Regions from separate parts of the Mus musculus genome. Here regions 1, 2, 3, 4, 5 and 7 are each linked to region 6. A link is a contact called in public HiChIP or PLAC-seq and promoter capture Hi-C data. All regions are on one chromosome and are shown on one strand. The core of a region is the stretch at or near the end of the contact, and the rest is flanking DNA. Distances in the headings are between cores, read along the strand shown.

What was found. Promoter capture Hi-C pulls out the DNA fragments that hold promoters and counts their contacts. HiChIP or PLAC-seq counts read pairs in DNA pulled down with a chosen protein or histone mark.
Region 1: a contact with region 6 is called in an H3K4me3 HiChIP or PLAC-seq map of embryonic limb bud, with 5 times the contacts expected there. The contact joins the enhancer-like site here to the promoter of Tbx18 in region 6. A contact is called at or near these places in 7 of 39 promoter capture datasets (the 3T3-L1 cell line, 3T3-L1-derived adipocytes, cranial neural crest and 3 more), 1 of 484 Hi-C or Micro-C datasets (ventricular fibroblasts) and 4 of 115 datasets of contacts at active chromatin or transcription factors (craniofacial prominence, embryonic limb bud, embryonic stem cells and 1 more).
Region 2: a contact with region 6 is called in an H3K4me3 HiChIP or PLAC-seq map of embryonic limb bud, with 4 times the contacts expected there. The contact joins the enhancer-like site here to the promoter of Tbx18 in region 6. A contact is called at or near these places in 7 of 39 promoter capture datasets (the 3T3-L1 cell line, cranial neural crest, embryonic stem cells and 4 more), 10 of 484 Hi-C or Micro-C datasets (embryonic fibroblasts, embryonic limb bud, embryonic stem cells and 3 more), 11 of 115 datasets of contacts at active chromatin or transcription factors (craniofacial prominence, embryonic forebrain, embryonic limb bud and 4 more) and 1 of 9 other capture datasets (adipose tissue).
Region 3: a contact with region 6 is called in an H3K4me3 HiChIP or PLAC-seq map of embryonic limb bud, with 5 times the contacts expected there. The contact joins the enhancer-like site here to the promoter of Tbx18 in region 6. A contact is called at or near these places in 6 of 39 promoter capture datasets (the 3T3-L1 cell line, cranial neural crest, frontonasal cranial neural crest and 2 more) and 6 of 115 datasets of contacts at active chromatin or transcription factors (craniofacial prominence, embryonic forebrain, embryonic limb bud and 3 more).
Region 4: a contact with region 6 is called in an H3K4me3 HiChIP or PLAC-seq map of craniofacial prominence, with 4 times the contacts expected there. The contact joins the enhancer-like site here to the promoter of Tbx18 in region 6. A contact is called at or near these places in 11 of 39 promoter capture datasets (the 3T3-L1 cell line, 3T3-L1-derived adipocytes, the HPC-7 cell line and 7 more), 8 of 115 datasets of contacts at active chromatin or transcription factors (the NIH/3T3 cell line, astrocytes, craniofacial prominence and 4 more) and 1 of 9 other capture datasets (adipose tissue).
Region 5: a contact with region 6 is called in an H3K27ac HiChIP or PLAC-seq map of oligodendrocyte precursor cells, with 5 times the contacts expected there. The contact joins the enhancer-like site here to the promoter of Tbx18 in region 6. A contact is called at or near these places in 4 of 39 promoter capture datasets (the 3T3-L1 cell line, cranial neural crest and frontonasal cranial neural crest) and 6 of 115 datasets of contacts at active chromatin or transcription factors (craniofacial prominence, embryonic limb bud, neural tube and 3 more).
Region 7: a promoter capture Hi-C map of neural stem cells shows a contact between it and region 6. The contact joins the promoter of Cep162 here to the promoter of Tbx18 in region 6. A contact is called at or near these places in 8 of 39 promoter capture datasets (the 3T3-L1 cell line, cranial neural crest, embryonic stem cells and 4 more), 10 of 484 Hi-C or Micro-C datasets (LSK cells, cerebellar granule neurons, cerebellum and 6 more) and 10 of 115 datasets of contacts at active chromatin or transcription factors (the NIH/3T3 cell line, astrocytes, craniofacial prominence and 7 more).

What each region holds. Positions count from the first base shown.
Region 1 is chr9:87,325,172-87,328,254 of GRCm38.p6, forward strand. No RefSeq gene overlaps it. Among named protein-coding and RNA genes, the nearest start is that of Cep162, 71 kb to the left of the region's middle. Within about 2 kb of position 1,585, at least 3 of the 459 cell types and tissues checked have an H3K27ac peak or open chromatin away from gene starts, as enhancers often do. A contact at or near this core is called in embryonic limb bud, where this site is marked.
Region 2 is chr9:88,047,589-88,050,993 of GRCm38.p6, forward strand. No RefSeq gene overlaps it. Among named protein-coding and RNA genes, the nearest start is that of Gm23176, 28 kb to the left of the region's middle. RefSeq lists an enhancer at 989-3,360. Within about 2 kb of position 1,818, at least 13 of the 459 cell types and tissues checked have an H3K27ac peak or open chromatin away from gene starts, as enhancers often do. A contact at or near this core is called in craniofacial prominence, embryonic limb bud and second pharyngeal arch cranial neural crest, where this site is marked.
Region 3 is chr9:87,386,358-87,389,331 of GRCm38.p6, forward strand. No RefSeq gene overlaps it. Among named protein-coding and RNA genes, the nearest start is that of Cep162, 130 kb to the left of the region's middle. Within about 2 kb of position 1,369, at least 7 of the 459 cell types and tissues checked have an H3K27ac peak or open chromatin away from gene starts, as enhancers often do. A contact at or near this core is called in craniofacial prominence, embryonic limb bud and second pharyngeal arch cranial neural crest, where this site is marked.
Region 4 is chr9:88,179,447-88,182,555 of GRCm38.p6, forward strand. No RefSeq gene overlaps it. Among named protein-coding and RNA genes, the nearest start is that of Gm28231, 79 kb to the right of the region's middle. Within about 2 kb of position 1,830, at least 5 of the 459 cell types and tissues checked have an H3K27ac peak or open chromatin away from gene starts, as enhancers often do. A contact at or near this core is called in craniofacial prominence, where this site is marked.
Region 5 is chr9:87,354,997-87,358,207 of GRCm38.p6, forward strand. No RefSeq gene overlaps it. Among named protein-coding and RNA genes, the nearest start is that of Cep162, 100 kb to the left of the region's middle. Within about 2 kb of position 1,640, at least 4 of the 459 cell types and tissues checked have an H3K27ac peak or open chromatin away from gene starts, as enhancers often do. A contact at or near this core is called in oligodendrocyte precursor cells, where this site is marked.
Region 6 is chr9:87,729,933-87,733,079 of GRCm38.p6, forward strand. Tbx18 (T-box18) reads right to left here and starts at 1,328. Exons shown (of 8, transcript NM_023814.4): 1 at 603-1,328. The coding sequence starts at 912.
Region 7 is chr9:87,254,115-87,257,240 of GRCm38.p6, forward strand. It overlaps Cep162 (centrosomal protein 162), which reads right to left and starts at 1,418. Exons shown (of 27, transcript NM_199316.2): 1 at 1,149-1,418.

The DNA.
Region 1 (3,083 bases), core at 335-2,834, 400 kb before region 6:
GAGAAATCAGAAATAAATGGGAGGAACACAAACATGTTAAATGAAATTGCATGATAATGTGTTCCTTTTGCTGGCTGGAGCTATGACTCATCTTTTAAAATTTAAAAATATTTTTATTGGTATACATTAATTATATGTAGTAATGAGTTTTAGTCATAACATTTTTTTCTTTTTTCAATTTTCCTTTTTTTTAAATTAGATATTTTCTTTATTTACATTTCAAATGTTATCCCCTTTCCTGGTTTCCCTCCAAAAAACCCCTATCCCCCCCCCCCACTTCCCCTGCTTACCAACCCACCCACTCCCGCTTCCTGGCCCAGGCATTCCCCCTACACTGGGGCATAGACCCGTCACAGGACCAAGGGCCTCTCCTCCCACTGATGACCGACTAGGCCATCCTCTGCTGCATATGCAGTCATGACATTTTTATACATGTACCTAATATATATTTGCTGTCCAATTCCCTTTTAGCCTCTCTCCTTCACAGCCCCTCCCACCAATCCCCTTCATCCTCCCAACTATGCGGCTCATTTTCTGTCTGGTTCGGGAACATTTACTTTCCCTAGAACGACCCAAATCCCGTCCTACACTTTTCCCTGTTGCTTTTATGATTTCCTTTGCTTAGATAGTTCCCCCAGCTATAACTTCTTGTTGGATAGGTCTTCAGAGAAGGATTTCACTGATTTTCTCAACATTTCTCATTTAATCTTCTCTCAATTAAGTTGCGGGATGCTTTTATCAATTCTGTCTCACTTGAAATACACGGGTCTGTTTCTGGCAACTTCACTTGGCTAGTGTTGTTGATATTTCAGTTACAGTAATTTTTCATCATGTTTGATATTCGATATATCAAACAAGATAACTCTTGCCTACTTCTTTAGATATGAGCTTAGCATCAACTTGTACTCATTAAGAAATCCAATTTGTTTCTGATTATGTCCTGTTTATATTTATGGATGTCTCTGGGACAATTGCCAATATTGCACCTTTGAGTCCTTTCTTATACAAGCAGGCTCTGTTGAAATCTTTCTTTGTGTCATTCCATTTTGCTCAGTTGTTGCACAGTCAGCTTGGACTACATTTTAAGAAGAACTTAAACAAACAAACAAAAATCAAAGTGAAACCCCTCCAAGACCTTAGAATTTAGTCAAACCTCATATCCTGTGGTGATAGTTGTTCTAGAAGATGGAAAATTATTAAATATATTAGTTTGAAAAAGTGACAAAATTAAGGTGTTTAGTTTGACCATTTGAATGCACAACCTCCTTGCTCTTGTTTCTCAGAACGTCTGCCAGTAACTGCTTGTTATTAGACACTAGGTGTACACGGGTGTTTCCAAGCTTGTCTCCAGTTCTAGTACTTCTCCTTATAGACAGTAGGGGGTGCTCCTGCAGCAACAGGCCCTCTTACCAACACCAAATCTGAACAAAGTTTGAGCCCTATTGGTTTATGAATTATCAGCTGCAGTTCTCACACATTCTAACAGTCTCACATCTGTGGCCATTTTATGTAGAAGACAGAGTAATGGGAGAAGGTGAGATCTTCAAAGCATCTGTAATGAAGGAGGCCTGTATTACAAACACACAGAAGGCAGGGGGATTACAGCAAGTTGTACTTGGGCTAAGAGTAGAGCCTCTGCTCTTAGGGGCTGCTCCTTTGAGCCCTTGTGCCAGCAAGCTGTTTTGTGAGCTGTCAGTTTCCTGATCTCAGTTCTTTAAGGGCAACAGTTTTAAAGAGGTGCTTTAAATAAGCAAGAGGAGCTTGGCAGAACAGTAAGCTGGGGGGGGGGGGGAGGAGGTGTGGAAAGAGACTGGTCTGGTTGTAGACAACGCTATGGAAAATGATTCATCCCACTTACTGGCCTTGGAGCAGTGTCTCCAACTGCCAATCACACTGATGTTCAGCGAAGTGTTCCTCTGATCTCCCCTTTCTTGGTTACATTCCAGAGCTATCTGCATATGTGTCTCCTTAGCAAATATCCCACGATGTACCGTTCCCTGGGGACTTTCTTATGACTCCTTCATGGTTCAGCATCATGAGGGAAAGGCTGCCTTGGTTGTATTGTAATAAAAATAGTTCTCTGTTCAATAGATGAAGGAAAGAGAAGGAGGGAGGGAGTCAAGGAGAGAGGGAGAGAGGGAGATAGAGAGGGAAAGGAGGAAGGAAGGAGGGAGAGAGGGAGGGAGGAAGGAGAAAGAAGGGAGGGAAGGAAGAAGGAGGGAAGGAAAGAGTGAGGAAGTCAGAGGGGAAGAAAGTAAGAAAAAGCAATCACAGTGTTAGACACTGATGTTTTGAGTCAAGTTAATTTCTAAAGAGACCACAGTAGCCAAATTCACGCAGAACTTTACTGGACAATTTTAGAATCCAGTGACAACTATAACAAAAAGCAATTGGTTTGTAATACATCTAGCCGCAATCTATGTAGTAGCAAGTATACGATGTAACCATTACTACCTCTCTGTGGAACTGGCCATTAGAGATTTCTACATTTAACTACATGAGGTTAAAGGATCCTTACCATCAGTGAGGTTCTGTATGGGAATGTGATAACGAAACACCTTTGTATAATTACCATGCGATAACAGAGGTTCTGAATGTAGTGTTCGTGTCCAATTTTACTTAAATGGTATGTTCTGCTGAAATCAAGACACTCAGCTCAGTAATTAGCTCCTGGCTCCTACTAGAGCAGAACTTTGCCTACTGCTTCTCCTCCCTTGTGACTTGCCAAGGCAAAGCATCAACTACTGAAATGTTATTACCCACTCCAGCAATACTGCTTGCCTTATCTTTAAGCAGCTACAAAGCAAGTTACGTTGGCAGCCTTCATTCCTGTTGGTAGCTTGTCATTCACAAAACTTACCTGTATGAATTGCTCTTGGAACATCTGTGGGTGAGTTGGGTAGGACAGTGTTGCATTGAATGGAAAATGGAAAACATTTTCTTGTTGAAATATTCTAGTTTTAAATTAAAATATAATCATGTCATCCCCCCTTCTTTCTTCTTCCAACCCCTCTCATGTCTTCCTTCTCTTTCTCTCTCTCCCTCTTTCTCTCTCTCTCTCAAATTTATGACCCAACTTTCTC
Region 2 (3,405 bases), core at 568-3,067, 320 kb after region 6:
ATGGCATTGTAATGCTTATTCTAAGAATCTCTAGTGTCAATGTTGCAGAAACATTGCTTCCCAATTATCTCTGATTGGTTAACGAAAAGCTAAATAGCCAATGACTGGGCAGAGGAGATAATAGGGCTAGATTATTGAATCTGCTCTTAATCCAAATCCCAGTGAGGAGAGAGGTAGGAAAAAAGAGAGGATTGGCCATGAAGTGAAGGACCAGGACCCACCATGAGAGCACACATGGAGCAGAGGGACCCAGACCAATACTAAAATGAAAGTATCTCTGGTATTCTGTCCGAGAAGTAGCTAAATTAGCTTAGAGGATTAGAATAAATAAATATCTTCTCAGTTATTGTGCCATAAGACTTGTTAAATAAATCTAATAGTCTCTGTCTCAATTATTTGAGAATTAGCCAGGTTAGAGGAAAAAAATATCTCTTAAATTTGCACTAAGAAGCACTGGTAGAATCTTTGCTACTCTCTGAAACTTCACAAGTCAAGGTTCAGTTGTCTGCTCTTCCACTGATAGGCATGTCTTCCAAGCTCCCCTAAGAGCTCAGGAAGCTCTGAGAATTGGCCTTTCCAGCCTGAGTTCCAAATGATTCCACAATCTTCCCCAAGACATGTTCATATCTCTTGAAGCACTACACTGCTTTCCTGGTACCAGTTTCTCTTCTAGTTTGAGTTTTGATGATAAACACCATGACCAAAGCAACCTGGAAGAGATAATATAAGACAGCTCACATCTGTCCATAATTCCAGTTCCAGAAGACTGAACACCCTCTTTTAGCCTCCTGAGATCCCAGGCACAAATGTAGCACACAGACAATCATGCATACAAGACACTCAAACATAAAAATTAGATATTTTTTAAACAAATAATGAAAAAAAGATAGTGCTGGACAGCCAGGAGGCTGAGTCTAAGTCATATGGAAATGGTACCCTGTTTTATAGAAGAGAGCAGAGCATCCTGAGATATTGTTATGTTTAGGGGTGTGAAAAGCAATCTTGTGTGTCAAACATATTTTCAAATATCAGAATTAATATTATACTTTAATCTTAAACCAACTAAATGAGTCATTCAATCATCTGTGTGTTACTTTGAGACACTAAAACTGCATGATCAGAGAGGAGAGGGCTAAACATACAGAATAGTTTAATTTCCCTTTTTAAAACACTGAATTTTGAGTTCTAAAACCGAAGGTTAAATATTTTTATCTTGTGACACTTTAAAAATATAAGCTATCCATCAACAATGAAAGTAAAAGTTTTCCCTGCCACACCCAAGCACTGCATCTCAAGGACTCATGTACTCACAGAAATGGAGTCCTCCATTGCTAAAATGGCCACTCATCGTTGTTATCCCTGGCCACTAACTTAAGTGCCACTCCACCAAAGCACATTTCCATAAGGTTTTTAGTCACTCTCTTAAATATAAGTACCTTGAGATATTAAATGCATTCCTTTGATTTGGACTCTGCCTCTATGCTTTCTGGAGAATGCAGGGGGGTTAGAGCTATCCAGAGGTGTCAATCTCCATGCAACTTAAAAGCAAGAGTTTCTTCACATGAATGCTTCTTTCAGTTAAAGTTCCTTCTTCTTTCAAAATGCCACTTGGAAAACTCGAGGGCTATCCCTTTCAAACTGGACTACATCCCTCCTTCAGTAAACCTGCCCCCAGATTAATTGGCACTAATGCCGCCCTTCACAGCTGTATACAAGATGTTGAGGAGTGCAACAGAGAGCGGGGTGATTATAGTTGCCTGCACACTGTCACTGCGTGGTAAGAACAGACCGACCTCCTTCAGAACTGGCATGATAATGGAACGTAATAGCAGTGCCTCTTGGCAATCAATGCCACGGTGGAAATAAGAGCGGGGCTCAGTGACAATAACAGAGATGAAATGTGAAACAACAAAGCCCTCGCTCTCGGCCAGAGCTCTCGAGCAGCTCATTACTTTAACCTTTCCACCTTCACCGGATATACAATTAGAAACATGCTTTTCTGTGGGCATTAAATCGTTCCCTCGCTCACTCTGCCCTCATTAGAACACTCAATGGAGCCCAATTAGCTGGATGGTCAAAAACAGATGTTTGTGACTCGAGGAAACAGAAAGAGAACACTCTGAAGGGGCAAAGGAGAATGGAGAGAACTCTGGCATAGCTATTTCATTATCTACCTAAAATCTAGCATTTTGACTATAAAACTAGCTTTTCTTGATAGGAAAAAGTTATGTACAAAAGTACTGAGTTCTTTTATAAGAGAAATCAGTGTTTTGCTTAGGTCACAGAGTGACACTCAGTCAGACTTCTGAGTTGACAGATTTTGAAGATTATCTGCATCATTCCTGAAGAAGTCACAGTTCAGCACAGTATGTGTGCTGTCCCATGCGGCCATATGCTCAAAGGTGAGGGCCACATGCCCTGCACATGGAAGGTTCCCTTCACACCCACTTCTCCACACTCACGACCTTGTGTTCATCAGGGTGGACTCACATCTGAAAACTTACCAGCATGGGGCACGTTACACAATTAGCTTCTGTGTCTCCGTTTTATTTTCCTTTATTACTATAAAATAGAATTATAATATTCATGCACTAGCTGTAAGAATGAGATGAAATAAAACATATAAATAGCATATGTTTAATATGTATACATCATGTTTATATACATTTATTATGTATGTCTATATTGTATGTGTACTTATATGTGTATATAATATGTATGTATATAACATATACATATGGTAATATATAATTAATAAATATAATATCATGTATACTTTTATATATATAATGCACCTGATATATAACTGCTGATAAGTTTATACTACTTGGTCTATGTCACTGGCATGCCATCAGTGTCATTATCACTGTTGTCCTCTGCCTAGGGATGCCATTGAATCTGTTGCATCCTTCTGATGGTAATCAATACAATGTAGATTCTGGGAAGAGCACAGTCTGTGATAAGGGTTAACTGGAAGTTTTATCCATGACAAAGATTTCAATAATTTTATTATAATTACACTAGGAGGCACATACTGAAATAAACATGACCTGTAAAGACAGAATACCTGAGATCAATATCAACCCATCCTTGTCCTGACAGAAATCCACAGAGTGTCTGAGAGCAGATATCTAAGGAGTCTGCTGAGGCATATGTGCAGGAGCTAGAAGAATACCATTCTGAAGGCTCATCAATAACAGAGCAATGACCCCATGAGCTAGGGAAATAAAAGCCATTTGGTGTTTTCAACAGTGCACAAGTCTAGACCATAATTTCTGCCGATACCATTAGAGGGAGGCTGTGTGCCCTCCTGGATCCACCAGCCTCATCATCATTTCTTCCTGGTGGTGTTCACAGGCTCTGCAGCAGTGGAAGAAGACACAGAAACCCCTCATATATATATAT
Region 3 (2,974 bases), core at 119-2,618, 340 kb before region 6:
CAGAATTATAATGAAGTGACTCTGCTGTAATCCTGCATTTGGAGGAGATATTCTAACTCATGAATTCTTACATCATTGGTGTTGATGAGGCAGCCCAGTAGAGTCGAATCTTCAAGCACAAGGCATGTGAAGATCGAGTTCCGAGTTCAGTTACTTTCTGGCAACAGGCAGAATGAAGGCTAGTGTCTTTGTGACTCCTTGAATTGTACCTGTCACACAGGCTGTGGTGGGCAGGCAGCCTGATTTTGATCTGAAGATAACATATCAAGAAATTAAAAATAGTGTGCTTTAATCCAATAGAAATTATTTAAAAAACCAATTGCATTTTTTGTTACAACACAATTTTGTTACAATGGAGAGGCAGAAATTGCAGGCAACGCAGCCACCTCTGTGGTGAATACATGACTTGAGAATGGATGCCATCGATACCTTTATTTTATTTTTTGTTTATTTTGTTTGTTTTTGTTTTTTTCGAGACAGGATTTCTCTGTGTAGCCCTGGCTGCTCTGGAACTCACTTTGTAGACCAGGCTGGTCTCGAACTCAGCCTCTGCCTCCCAAGTGCTGGGATTAAAGTCGTGCGCCACCACCGCCGGGCTTCATCGATATCTTTAATTAAGATAATTTTAGTATTTTAAGGGAGCTAGCATTGTCTATGGCTGTAAGCTCTGGGGCACAGCCATGTCATGTTGGGGATAGCTTCCCTCATGCCCTAGGTTTGCATCAGAGCTGAGACCTCTTAGCCATTGAGACTCAGAACAAAATCAATGAGTTATCCATGATAAGCTCAAAATTCCTGCCCAGGCTTAAGTCTGGTGACTTTATGAATGTGATTAATCTGAGACTGGGGAGCAATTTTAGCTTAGAGGCAACACAATTAAGAACATGCACATGTGTTTGATAGAGTCCTATTTGTTCAAATGTTTTCTTTTTGGTATGAAAAAAAAATCCATTGGTGTTTTCTATTTATTGGAGTTAGCCTGAAGGTCCTTAACTCCTGACTTGGCTCTTCATTTCTAAATAAGAGCTCTTGTTTGGTTTTAGCCTCTTTTTTTTTTATTTGTTTTGTTTTTTTTTTTTTTCATCTAACAAATCATGCCTCTACATTCAAAACACCAGAGTTAGATGCCTGAACTAGGACAAGAGCGTATGGCAATCACGCTTTCTAGTAGTGACCTGAATACAGTTCTCATGGCTAGAGTTTTTCCCCATTAGAATAATGAAGCATTTAACGAAATTTCTCTAATTCTTCTATTGTTATCACAGTTTAAAAACAAGGGTGCTTGTTTCCAGATGTCTGGCTCGGCAGTACCCAGGAACACATGGGGATATTTTGTAGTGGCTGATGGAGTGTGGCGGAGAAAAATAAAAACCAGATGGACAAAGATTAACTCTCTCTTCCCGGTCCAGGTTTTTCTATGGATCTTGGTCATGGAGTTCTTCTCTCTCAGTTTTATTTCTCTAGGCCAGTCATAAGCTGGGCAATGAATCAGAAGGAACCATTGGTTTGGTCCAATCAACTTATAAAGTCATGTTATTCTGTGTCTGTCTGATTTGGGGCACTAGTTGTTATTAGTTCATATGTAAATGATATAGGGATATTTCACCAGAAATCCAAATAACAGACTGACCAGCTGCCCAACTATCCAGTAATTACAGGGAAAGCTGGTACTCAAAGATCCTCTAGGGCTAGGCAAATTTATACTACCTTCTTATTCTGATTTGAATTCCACATTTCCAGGTGGTCTCCCTTTAGGATGAACTAAAGCAGCCTAGAGAAGAGTCCTCCTGTGTGTGTGTGTGTGTGTGTGTGTGTGTGTGTTTAAGAACTAATGACAAGGCAAGTGAAGTTTTTGGCTCTTTTTTTTGAGCCCTTATTCTGAACCTGACATTATGTATCATCTTATTCTAAGAAGAGAACAGGAGAATATTGTTTCCATGGAGGTTTCTTCAGATTTCCTTTCCTGTGACATCACTGGTCTAGCTCCTTCTCTGAGAAGACATTTCTCCTTTCACAAAGGAGTTGAACCCAAGCTTATAATCCACCACCAGCCTGGTAGTTGATGTTAAGTTGGAGTTCTGCCACCCAATCCAAGATGGAGGTTTCTATCAAGTGTTTCATTAATGGGGAATGTTCAAAAGAAGAGAAACAGTGAGAGAAGAAAGTGGAGTGAGAACATTTTTGATCTGAAACAGCTTCCCCATGGTTCCAGGGGGAAGCCTCAGGATGCAAAAGGTACCAGAGTTGTCCTCAGTGTGAGGCAGAGGGTTGGTCTGTTCTTTTGTATTTTCAGCTGTCATTGGCTACCAACTGTTTTTCAAGAGAGACACTCTTTCACTACAAGACAGCCAAAGGGTGTTCTCTGGAGAAGGGACAATTGTGTAGTTTCAGCCAGTGCTTAGAGGAACAAGCAGAGGGCCTTGTCTAAGAACTAAGAACTCTGGAACTGCACCTGGGGATAAGAGTGTATTCTGCAGATAGATCCAAAGGATCTCTAGAAATATAGTCTACCAACTGCTTTGGCAGTTGTCATTAGTTTGTTTGTTTTTTTTTTTACCCTAGTTTTTCTGAGACAAGATCTTGCTGTATAGACTCAGCTATCCAGAACTCTCTAGATGAGAATAGATTGACCTCAAACTGATAGCAATCCTCCTGCATCTGTCTCCTGAGAGTCAGGTATCACAGGGAATGGTGGTATCTCTGAGACTTGTCTACTTATATTTAGTTACACCATCTCTTGTCAGTTGGTAAAGATGTTTTGGAAGATGTCTTTCAATCTTTCTAGAAGCCAATACTAACTTCATTGAAGTACTGGGCTTGAATTTATTACTTCAGGATCCTTATTTCACAGATTTTCAATGTACTATCTCAATTATATTTGGAAAACTGGAAAATTTTTACAAAATTCACAAGTTTTAGAAAATCGTGTGTGTGTGTGTGTGTGTGTGTGTGTGTGTGTGTGTGTGTGTGTGTG
Region 4 (3,109 bases), core at 580-3,079, 450 kb after region 6:
AAGATTCTGTTTTCTATAGTGATCTGGGTGGCAAAAAGATATGACTTTACCCAGGAGTGGTGGCACACACCTTTAATCCCAGCACTCAGGAGGCAGAGGCAGGTGGATTTCTGAGTTCGAGGCCAGCCTGGTCTACAAAGAGAGTTCCAGGACAGCCAGGGCTATACAGAGAAACCCTGTCTCGAAAAAACAAAACAAAACAAAACAAAACAAAACAAAACAAAACAAAACAAAACAAAACAAAAAATATGACTTTGAGTTATAGAAAAATAAAGATAGTTCTGTCATTGTAAATACAGTTTAAGGTGACTAAGTTTATACCTTTATATTTATATAAACTATCACTTAAATAGTTATAAGTGACTCCAATTTATACTGAAATATAGGTGATTTTTAAATTTTATTGCGGAAAAGACAGTGTCAACTGCTATGTGTAATGGATTGTCTTTATTCTATCTCTGCCTTTTGTTACTACAAAGCATTTGTCTGGAAAAGGAGCTGACAATTTATTCTTACGCTTTTGAACACTATGGAGATGGGAAGTTGTGATCATCTCCTCTTTAACTATCTCACACCCAGAGACACACACAAACACACACACAGACACACACATACAATGACCATCTTAGAGGTGCCCTTAATCACTAACTTCTGCACATATTTGAATATCTCAATACTTTTGAACCCATCTGTTAATGTTAATCCTCCATAAATGTTCACCATCTTTCCCCCTGCTCCCAAGTAGGTGGGTAAAAGGAAGCCTGGATTATCCTGAAAATCCTCACAATGTTCCTGTAAGGGATATGGTACCAAATACCACACAAGGCAATGCTCTGGGGAGTTCAGGGAGCAAGCTCAAGATCCTGTGGACAGAAATGCAAGCCATACACAGCCCTGACTGGGCATTATCAGAAAGGCAATAATAGCAACTGTGTGTTTTACAATGCTTCTGCAATGCCTGCATGCCGCACTTCATGTGATCTTGTTTCTCTGTAGGCTTTGATCACTTCCATTTGACTGCTGAAGGGTTAGGATGCAGCCTCATGGTGAGGTGTTGCTGGAGCCAGCCTTGCATACCGCTCACGTTTCCTTCTTTCCAAATTTAACTCATGTTCTACTGAGATGAATTCTATTAAAACAGGAAACTGCACATTGCAATCATAAGTGAAAAGGAGCAACAATTGTCATAAGTAGAAGATAACATAAATAGATAAACATGGTGACTACCAAACAATATTGCAAAACTCTGATTGGTCCAAGCCGTGGGCCTTGCAGTTAATCTCTCCTAATACTAGTAAAAAGTCGTAATGCTAGCGATAGGAGCACAATAATAATATATGCAAGGCAAGCTCAGAATTTCTTCTTGTCATGAGCTGAACAACTGGAAAGGAATGATAAAGCAAAAATCTTTCTCAGATATAATTGAATATAACTGAGTGTTAGAAGCAGGTGACACCTTAAAATCCAACTCCTGCACACCAGCTAAAGTTGTCTGAAAACTGTGAGATATTCCTTTGCTAGCCAAGGTCACTGCCCTAGAGAAGCGCACCTATTAGAGAGAATGACAGATATAAACACAACATTTTAATGCAGTGTGAGTATTCCAACATCTCTAAACACACAATGTTACGAGGGCAGAAGCAGAGGTGTTGGAGGACGGTGCTTTGCCTTGCAGAGGGGCAGCCCAAGCAGAGCTTTAAAAAGAAGTAGAAGCCTGCCAGGCAAAGGAAAGCACTCATTAACTGCCTAGTAAGAGAAGATCAGTTACACTATCCACATGGCTACACCAGGAAAGCACACATCATCAATCGCTGCAAAGCAGGCCTGAGAATCAATCCTGAAGAAGCGTGTCTCTGGTGCTTTTGATGAAAAGTGTAGTCGAGATCTCATGGGGTAGGGGGGGTGAAAGATCAGAGAGACCTATAGGTATGAGAACCTTGTCTCTCCACACCATCCATCCACTCAAACTATTTTTATTGGACACAACTGAAAGAAACATTGTTGGCAAATAAAATATCTACCAGAACATTCTGGACTGCTTTGTGCTGCATACACACTTGAACTCTGACCCAAGCCGCACAAATCCATATTTGAGTGGTTAAGGGGCCATATAAGACGGGTTCTTGTTATGAATGAAACTCTGGTGATTACATCAGCTGCACTAACCCAGAGCAGCTGACAACCCCTGCCCGTATTGTGTGTTCTGCAATCAGCAACATCTTTGGTACAGATGTCAGGGAACTGCTGTGCCAACGATGCTGTAATGATGAGAGTGGAGAGTCCAGCTAGGGAATTCTCATCTTATGTCTTCTTTGAAAAGTGTCTCTTAAAAGGGGGTGATATACAATATGTACTGTGCACGCTGTCACTCTTTCTGGCTAGAGCTATGCTTCTTTCGGCTCTGTGGATCCCTGAACTTTCTGATCTTGGAGTGGGGGTGCTGTAAGCTAAAGGGTTCTGGCACATGCAAAACCCACTACATTCTTGAATGCTCAAGACAGCTTTACAATGTCTTAAGCTACATCTGAGCAAACCTGTTTCTTACTAACACTGTCAGTCTTTTTCAGCATTTTCTCTACAAAGGACAAAGGAAGGGGGGAAAAAAAGCACCATTTCCTAAGGTTCGGTTAGCGGAATCATCTAAACTTGAACTACATAATCCTATGGAACAATCCATGGCGTCCTAGAAACATCCTCCAATGAGAGTCAATGTTCAAGAATAGGAGCCTCAAGCACAACAGAATTCTTAGCCACTGGAGAATAGTTTTATCATGATTACTATTTTGAATTTACTAAGGTTAGGACAATGGTCCAAAGATTTTCATTAATAAAGTAAGAAGGTGGAGTGGTTTTTTTTTTTTATTTTCAAGCTTCAGTTAATCAGATAACTCTATGACAAGAGCTTCATTCATCTTGCAATTATTCCATTTACTGACCGTTTGGCAGACATTTTTTTTATAATAACTGTATGGATCAAGGGGCTATTTAGATTATTCAGAGGGCTTAGTTTCTAGCCAAAATATATGAAATCGAGACTATAGATTGGGGGAAAGGAGCCACTTTAATTCATATTTTCAAACCATGGACATGATGCCTCTTCAGAGGACTG
Region 5 (3,211 bases), core at 390-2,889, 370 kb before region 6:
TACAAGACAACATTTACTTGGGGCTAGCTTATAGGTTCAGAGGTTCATCCATTATCATCAAGGCAGGAAGCATGGCCCCGCATCCAGGCAGGCCAGGCAGGCATGCTGCTGGAGGAGCTGTGAGTTCTACATCTTGATCTGAAGGTGCCCAGAACACTTCCCTTCTGAAAGCAGCCAGGAGGAGGTTCTCTTCCGCAGTGGTGGAGTTTGAGCACCAGGAACCCTCAAAGCCTGCCAACACAGTGACATACTTCCTACAACAAAAGCCATACTCATTTTAACAAGGCCACATCTCTCCTGACAGTGCCACTTCCCATGGGCCAAGCATATTCAAACCACCACAACCTTTATTCCAGGAACTCACATCTGACTGTCCAGTCTAGACTGGGTTTCTGTTATACTCAGTATTTTGTATCATGGTCTCCTTGTTATGGCAACTATATGGCTAGTGTATTGGTTATTTATTTAATTTATTACTTTAATCTTTCATTGCCATAGACTTTACAAAGGAAGGGAACTTAACATTCTGTTTTTTTTTAATTATCACTGCATCTATCAGATAGTAAATGAACAATATATTTACATGCCACAACATGTAAGAGTAGCAGTTCATTTAATCTAGGTATGACTATGTTCTCAAAGGTATGTAGACTCATGGATAGCCTATAAAACACTGCTTGTGGGAGACTTACTCTTCACTGTGTGTACTGGCTAGTTTTGTGTCAACTTGACACAGCTGGAGTTATCACAGAGAAAGGAGCTTCAGTTGAGGAAATGCCTCCATGAGATCCAACTGTAAGGCATTTTCTCAATTAGTGATCAAGGGGGAGAGGCCCCTTGTGGGTGGGACCATCTCTGGGCTGGTAGCCTTAGTTCTATAAGAGAGCAGACTGAGCAAGCCAGGGGAAGCAAGCCAGTAAAGAACATCCCTCCATGGCCTCTGCATCAGCTCCTGCTCTCTGACATGCTTGAGTTCCAGTCCTGACTTCCTTGGTGATGAACAGCAGTATGGAAGTATAAGCCGAATAAACCCTTTCCTCCCCAACTTGTTCCTTGGTCATGATGTTTGTGCAGGAATAGAAACCCTGACTAAGACACTGTGCGTGCACATATATGTATGGAACTGTGAGTGTGTGTGAGTGCATATATGAGTGTGTGTGTGTCTGTGTATGTATATGTATATGTATGTGTTGCAGAAATAATGACTGAAAGCATTCCAGCTTTTCATCCAGACAAGAATCTTAAATTTAGACATATGATGAAATTAAAGTTCTTATTAGAAACCAAGCTGCCTGAGGGAACACCAATCACAGACCTCCTGCTGGGCAGTGTTAGTGGTGGCCTCTAGTCTTGCATCATGGCTATAGCCACACAACCAGAAATTAGGCTCACATTAATTGCAAAGTTTATTCCTGTAGTTGTAAAATGTCACTTAAAAACACATTTAACATGTATGTGTGAGTGTGTGAGTGTGTGTAGGCTGCAGGGAGGCCAGAAGAGGGTATTAGATCGCCTGACACTAGAGTTATGAGCAATTGTAAGCTGCACATCTGGGCACTGGGAACCAAGCACTGGGACTTCTGTAAGAGCAGCCAGTGTTCATAACCACAGCATCCCTGCAGCCCTCATGATGTCACTTTGAACCATGGAAGCACTGCAGAGCATGGGACAAATCTCCCTTCTTACACCCTGTGATAGGGTCACACTCTACAAGAGCATCTCTTGTATTTATTTTAAAACCCAAACAGTCATTTCTTTGATAGTCTGTGTATAATGGAAGTCCTGATGAAATCCACATGGCTTACAGTCAACTGAGGTGATGTTGATTGACAGGGTAAAGACTCTGTAACTGGCAAGAAATAAGAGTTCATTGTGGAGTGAGGAGACTGGGGGGAATGTTCTGCCCCTCACTCTCTCACTCTAGTCCTTCCCATTGCCTGCCTTCCTTTGACATCAGTGGCTGGATCAGTTTCCACCCTCACAAGCCAGAAAAGTATGCTAGAATCCTCTGGTCCCTCCCCATCTCTTGGATGGACCTCGGATTGGGGGTTTGGAGGTGGTGGGAGCACAAACGGTCAGAGCAGGCTGCTGTGGTTTCACTGTGCCACTTTGGGGACCAAGGTCCCTTGAGGCCATCCTGCATCTTTTCCTTTTTTACCTTTAATATTGCTGCTAACAATTTCCAGGGGATGATTGAAATGAATCAGCTACGGCAACTGTTTGGTACAATAAAGCCACTGTTTTCAGTGGCTTGGTTCCTTTAAAAGCCTCAGTAAGGCTCACTGTGAGCAAGGCTGTGTCTCTCTTTGCTCCCTGCATTCAGATGTCCCTGCCTGGCTCTGCCTTGGAACTGATGCACACAGATTTTATGTATATATTTATGTTTTCATATATATGTACACACACACACACACACACACACACACAAACACATATGCCAATTTCCCTTTATCAGAATAAAATCACGTGAAACAGAAGTATCTATTTGTCTTCCTCACCTCTAGATACTCCCATTCCTGGTGAAGTCTTGGTGCATAGTAGGTCTTTGGTAAATACTGTCAAAAGCTTTGTGCTCACGCCTCAGTTCTTTCAGTGAGAACAGCCTGATCTCATAGGAGTTATTTAACCCAGGTTTCAAAATCTTCCCCATGGAGAGCCGGCTGCACCTGCACAGAACTTAACAGGAGGCCTGGCATAGCGGGATCACATACTTTAGGAGCTAGCTGCTGGAGGCTGTTAGCACCATGCCACATGATTTCTCCTGGAAATTTGTGACAGGAGAGACTTTTCAAACCTGACATGTTGTGTGTCTAGCTTAGCTGGGGAAACGGTTTGATCTTTCACTCTTGAATGGGGCCTGATCTTTGATGCATGGTGGTTCAGTTTATAGTTCTTTCCCAGGCTGCTGCTAAGCAATATGATCCTCTTGATGCAGAGCTATAGGCGAACGGGAACAACAGTTCTAGTCTGCCCTGTGATCAGAGGGGAAATAGCGCACACTCCACAGTGCCAGCTCTTGCTAAGCCAACGTGGTCAGGAGAGAAGCTGGACTCAATATGGTTGTGACTTAAGATATTTTCCAAGCTAAGCATAGCCCCAACATAAGTAAGAGTACTTATACATCTATACATTGGCATGGCTGTGTTAACACCTTTGTCTCCAGCTCAAATTGTTTTTCTCTTCACCATTCAAAAGTGCTGTCCTATACATA
Region 6 (3,147 bases), core at 78-2,577:
TGCTCCGGTCACCCCTTCCTCCCTCCGCCCCAGGAGGCCGCCGGGCCTCTGGGCCTCGCGCGAGGCACTTTCTGAGAACTTCCCCAAACCCCGCTCCAGGCAATCCTCCGGGCTGCTGGCTCTCCGGGCCCCGCAGCACAGCGGATAGAAGAGAGCTAAAAGCCCGCCCCGAGGCGCCCTGGGCTCCGGAGGAGTAGCGCTCCGCGTTCAGAAGGGCAGAGAGTGTGGGCGAGCTCGCCGCCGCCTCCCCGGTTGGCGCACCCAACTTCTGGGCGTCCGAGCCCTTTTCCGCGCTTTTAGCCCGCGCCCTCCCGCACGCGCCCCGGGGGCCCCTAAAACTTAGAGAAGTGAAAAGCAGCGGCAGCCCTGGGCTCGAACCCTCCCGGCGCAGAGGCGAGGACGGCGGCAGCCCGCCGAGCCGGGCAGAGAGCCGCGGATGGACGGTGTGCGGGGCCGACGGCTCAACGCCTGCCCCCGGGGCTCGGCGGCGGAGGCCCGGGAGGAGCGGGCGCTAGCGCTGCCTCACCGAAGCTCAGGTTCGCGGGAGCCGGGCGGAGACGCACCGGGAAGCCGCTGGGGCAGGAAGGGATCGATCGACTCACCCGCCGCTCCGCGGGAGCCACAGCTCCGCTCCGCGTCCGCGCAGCTCCGCGCTGGCCCGGACGCCGCCCCGGCTGCCGGCGGCGGGGCAGCCGCTTCTTCGTCGGCCTCCGAGCAGCCGTGCTCCCCCGCGCCTCCGCTACGGCTGCAGCCTGCGTCTTCCACCGCCCCCGCCGCCTCTTCCGTGGCCAGCTTTCTCCGCTTCTTTTGAAGCTGTTGCTGCTTCTCGGCGCCGATCAGTGCCTCCACAGAGAAGGCGTGCGCCTTGAGGCTTAGCATGCTGCACGGTGAGCCCCTCCGCTTCTCCGCCATCCCCGCCTCCCCGAGCCCGCTCGCCCCTCTCTCATATACTCGCGGCTGGGGCGCACGCACGCGCTCGCCCTCCTGGCCCCCCACCAAACGCTCCGCAGCTCCCGATGCCTCCCGAGATCTGTCCCCTTCCTAGCTGCGGGCAAAAACAAATTTGCCGTTTCCTCTTTCTCTGGCGTTGGGATCCGAGGAAGCAGGAACGCGGCCGCCAAGTTTCCTTCCCTCTGTCTCTCCCTCGAGTTCAATGATGCACTTCTTGACTCCCAAACCCTCCACCTCCTCCTGCTGCTCCAAGATCTGCCTCGACTGATGAGCCCGAGAGGACTAACACGGGGAAAAAAAAAACACTCTGCGGACACAAATTAGGGATTGTAATTGAAATTTGTTGCCTTGATCTGTCAGCACTTCAAGGCAGGAGAGCGGTGGGAAGAACTTGCTCATTAGTGTCAATAAAGCGGCGGGGGAGGGTCCTATGGAGCTGTCCATCACCGAAACGGTTTACCAATCAGGAGAATCTAACTCCGCTCAGCCCGCGCCCACTTCCTTACAAGGTCGGAAAATCTCAGACCGAAAAGCGCCGCCATCTGGCTCGTCTCTGCCAGTCTCTAGAAAGCTGAACCCTCTTTTGCTGACACCCGCCAACCCAGTCGCTTCTCAGGCTTTTCTTATCAGGACCAGGAAAGGCTGAGCCTCAGGGTTTAACCGAGAAAAGAGATCCGTAACTAGTAGTATAGAGGATCTTTCAAGGACCCTTAAATCTCCGGTCTCTCATCCCTGTCCATGGGGCTAAGAAGTACATTTGGAGGAGGCAGGAACTTACAGCCAACAGTTTGTTGTTTCTCACTTAAACATTCCTGCATCTATTGATGCCCACTGTATGGAGAGAATGACCACGGGCTTGAATCTTACTCCGAAGATTTTTTTCTTACGTGAGATGAGTTTACGCATATTTGATATTTTTTAGATTTAAAAATTAATCATTGTAATATCTCTCAGACCTTCATATAACCGATTCAGGAAAGGTGTCTCCTTTTATTTAGGACTAATTATTTTAAAACGTAGGTCCTGGGATTTTAATTCTGTTTGTCTTTAATGATATAGGTTTAACTTCAAAACTTCACAAAGTAAACCATGTTTTATGAATTTCTGTATGTTTTTTGAAAGTTCTGTATGTTAAAAGTAGCTTCGTATTCATATTGGTTTTTTTTTTTAATCGGCGTGTTTCTTTAAAATAAATTCAAAAGAAAGCAGAACTCTAGAATTGAACGATCGCAAACATGTATGTGCAGTTCTGTTGTTTAAACTCAACATTTTCTTAGGATTAACAGGATGTGGGTTTGATGGGGATAATAAAAAAAATCACTTGTAGAATAAAATTCACTATGTGCACAAATCTTTAGTATAAAATAGGCCAGGGACGATTCGTTTTGTTTCATTTTGCTTTGCCTCCTTTATTCGATGTTCATTTAAACACTGCAGTCCTAGCTTTCTTCTGGCTTCTCCTCGGCATTCAGGAAAATGGCCTCTGAAAGTACCATCAACCCCGGAAGGAGGGTTTTGTTTTTAAATCATAGATAGAGAAACCTGCAGTTCCTTCAGGACTGGAGTGCTGGGAAGAAATTGAACCAAGCAGCGAGTGCCTAGAGGCGCCTGCAAGGCCTGGGCCAGAAAGGACTTGGTAATATCTTTGCTGTGGATGCAGATTTTTAAATGCCTGAAAAATGCGTTCAATTGGAAGACATTGTTTTATTTGGGGCACTGGGAGCCGGTGTAGCCTACTGGCTTGAAGCTGTCTGGAGAAGCTCTCGCAGACTCATCAGAGTGTAGGGTGATGTGGTATCCTGAATAAGTTCAACCCGGTTAGTGAAGTTTGGCCTAAAGCGGGAGCCAACCAGAAAGCTTGAAGAGGCAGCCTGGAAAGTTCTGGGTTAGTAGGGAGAGTCTAGGACGAAGTCTGTAGAGTTTAAGCAAACAACTCAAGGCCCTGTGTGAAGCTCCCGCGTGAAGCTACGTATCTTCAGTTGCCCATTGAGCTAGAGCGCCCAGCCCCAGCCCTGGGCCCTCATAGATGGTCCAATGGAGCGGTTCTCCGAGCAAGGCCGGCTTGCAGCCTAAGGGATTCATAAATTCTGTGACGGAGGTGGGGGGGGGGGTGGAGTCACTAAAAGGTTTCTGGCATACTCGACCAGCCCGCAGGAGGAGGCTGGGCGGCTGATTCCAAGAAACCGCAGGGATTTC
Region 7 (3,126 bases), core at 168-2,667, 480 kb before region 6:
AACAACACTACTTTAAACTTCAACTTCTCAAGACAGTTTTATATATGTACACACATATATATGATGTAACTTGACAGTTATATTGCAATTACGAGACACCATTGGAGGTCTAATTCATTGAAGCTAACTGACTTGGGAAAGTAGCTTATGAAGTATGTCTTCTCAAGGTTGATCATTACATTTCATCCAGTCGCTAAGAGGTGGGCTCCAGGATCTTTTCCACTGTATATGTATTTGTCTCTGCTAATACCTCTCAGAATCCAGGTCCTCACAGAGAATATTAAAAAAAAAAAAATTAAAAGAGCAGGAGTGGAAAGACTAATATTTTTTCTTGTAAAGCACAGTATACAGGTTGTGCTTCCGGATTCACGTATTTTCAAATTAAGGGTTTTGCAAAATAGACTTTCTATAATCAGGATTTTTTTCCAGACATAAACTAAGTGAATTTATAAGACTCAGAATATAATAAAGAATTTAGTGGTGCATCCCAGAGATTTCTACACTTAGGAGACAGACAGCTCTTTAGTTGGGAGGTTAGCCTGAGTTACAAGCCTGAATTTCAGGTTAGTCTGAGCTATATAGTGCAATCCTGTCTTAAAACATCCCCAACGAGCACAGAATACCCTTGGAAGTTAATGACACACATTAACTACTATTTATGTTTCTCTTGAAGCAAAGGCAGGCTAAAAGAAACAATGCCGCGAGCACCTTTAATGGGATCTAGTCAAGTTGTCTCAAAGCTGGACTTCAGCTAGGAGAGGCCATCTTCAGATCTGTCCTAAACCTTTGGATTTAACTCTTTAGGGCAACACGAACAAACGCTAGTTTTCTTTTCTAAGGGACGGCAGCAGGTTTGCCCACCATCTTTCAGTGGAATACTTAGTGCTTTTATTTGCATTTTCGACTAAGAGGTCTTAGGGTCAGGATGAGGAGTTGGACAAACAGGTTAGTCAGAGGCAAACCCCACGAAAGGGCCCTCAGCTCAGTCCAGGCTGCAGGAAGCGCAGATTTGGGGGCTAGCTCGAAGCAAAGACTTGGAGTCCCGACAGAGGAGCGGAGTAATGCGCAAAACAAAGTTCGGAGACCCTGCCTGAGGTACAACCTGGAAACAACAACAGGGTCGCAGACAGCCACAACGCCTCACCTACCTGCTCCTGGGAGCCCGCGCTCTCCCGGAAAGTCCCGGCGAGCGGGCTGTTGTCAGGGCAACAGACCCCTACAGGCGGGCTCCCGGGTGTCACGTGATCCTGCCTGCCACGTGACCCAGGGAGCAGCCAGACAAGCTGTCAGTCTTCTGGTGACTCTCAAATAAAGATTGGAACCTTCACGGCTCTGCAGGATGTGGCGGCCGTAAGGGACGTGGGCGCGGCAGCAGTGTGCACATCCCGCTTTCTCTTACTCCCGGAAATCCCGAGCTCAGCTAGCCGGCCGGGAAGACCCAGGCGCAAGCGCACCATCTAGAGCCAGCGCGTGGCTTTCTGGGAGTTGTAGTTTAGTCCCTTTGTGCTCGTCCTTCCGCAGCGAGCTGCTCTTCTTTCCAGCCTTTCCCACCCTTTTCATTTGAAGGCTACTGTCCAGGTTGAAAGTTTTAAAAACGGTGTAAGAGGGTTGATTTCCTTCAAGTAATAAGCCTTGTGTGGGTGTTATGAGAAAAGTACAAATGCATTAGAAATAATTCCGGTGTTAGAAGAGATGTCCGCCACCCAGTGGACAAGCATTTGAAAATACACAATACCAAGATTCTCAGTGAGAGCCTTGCACTAGTTCAGCAGCTCTGGTTTTTCTGGTATCCTGCTTTTCAAAGCTCTCTTCTGCAGTGGTTTGCTTGAGTTTTTATTTTATTTTACTTTTTTACCCGCTCTCTCTCTCCTCTTTCTTTCGCTCTCTGGATACGTATACACAGGCACACCAAATCAGAAGACAACATTTTGGAATGAAAGTAAAATCTTCAAACAGTAAAGGTCTTTGCCTCTGGTATACATAGTTCTGTACCTCCTTTCTGGCCTGAACTTTTCACTCAACAATGCATATTGACATCTGAGTGTGTACAAGCCAGAAACTATCCGATTAAAATGCAATAATAGAGACCTGTTTTAAGCTACCATTTTAAGCTTGGTGAGAGCATTATGTACATTATTTAAATTTTACAATTTACAAGTCAACTTAATTCAGCTTATGGCTTTTCTTTTAGTACATACTGAATTGAGCACATTCCATGCCCTATAGACGTGGGTTCCGTGAAGCAGACAAGTAGCCCAGACAACTGTTAAAGGAGTGCGGCAAGAAGAGCTATGGTGGCTAGTCATGTACACAAGCTGAGAAAGTTGGGGGATTTTTTTCCACTTGAGGTCTCATTTCAGTCTCACTCACCATAGTTATTTTTTACCATCAACTTGTTAGGGTCCAAGATCTTGGGAGAATGATACCCTAAACTAAGTAGTATGCAAAAGCAAAGAATGTTTATTCAGCAGAATTTCCTGCAAGGAGGGGTCTCCTCATTCAGGAATGGACACATGTAGTGAGTGGGCTTGCAGGCCTAGCTTTTATATTTGTCAGTTAGGGGAATTCCAGGGAGGAATTTGTGCCATTTTGCCTTGATTGGTTAGCTCTATCTCTAGAAGTTTGACTGATTCTACAATTGGTTAGGGCTCTGGAGACTTCCCAGGTTTGGGGTGGGGAGGGATCTCTTATCCATTCTAGATACCTATTCTTACTTCAGGCCAGATGACAAGGTGTCCACAGATTGGCTGCCTGTGGCTTGGTTTGCTGACCACAGGTTCCTGGACTTAGGGTCTCATTTCTGGGAAACAGAAAGTTAGGCCTCGTCTCCCAAACTGTTAGTTTATTTTCACCTTATCCATCTTTCGTTAGATTTTCCAATTCAGCTTTACCCGCACCAGACTACTAAAACAATTCTTGGTGGGGGTTGCTAATTTTCTCATAGGGTGTTGCAAGATTGTAGAAAACAAATTTCTATGACATAACCTTAGTTAATATGAAAACCCTATTTGTGCTTGTTCTAGATTTCCCTTTGAGCTCTAGTGTTCTCTTACGCGCGTTTGCGACCGGCCAGGAAAGACGCAACAAGCCAGAATCTTCTGCGGCAAAGCTTTATTGCTTACTCAG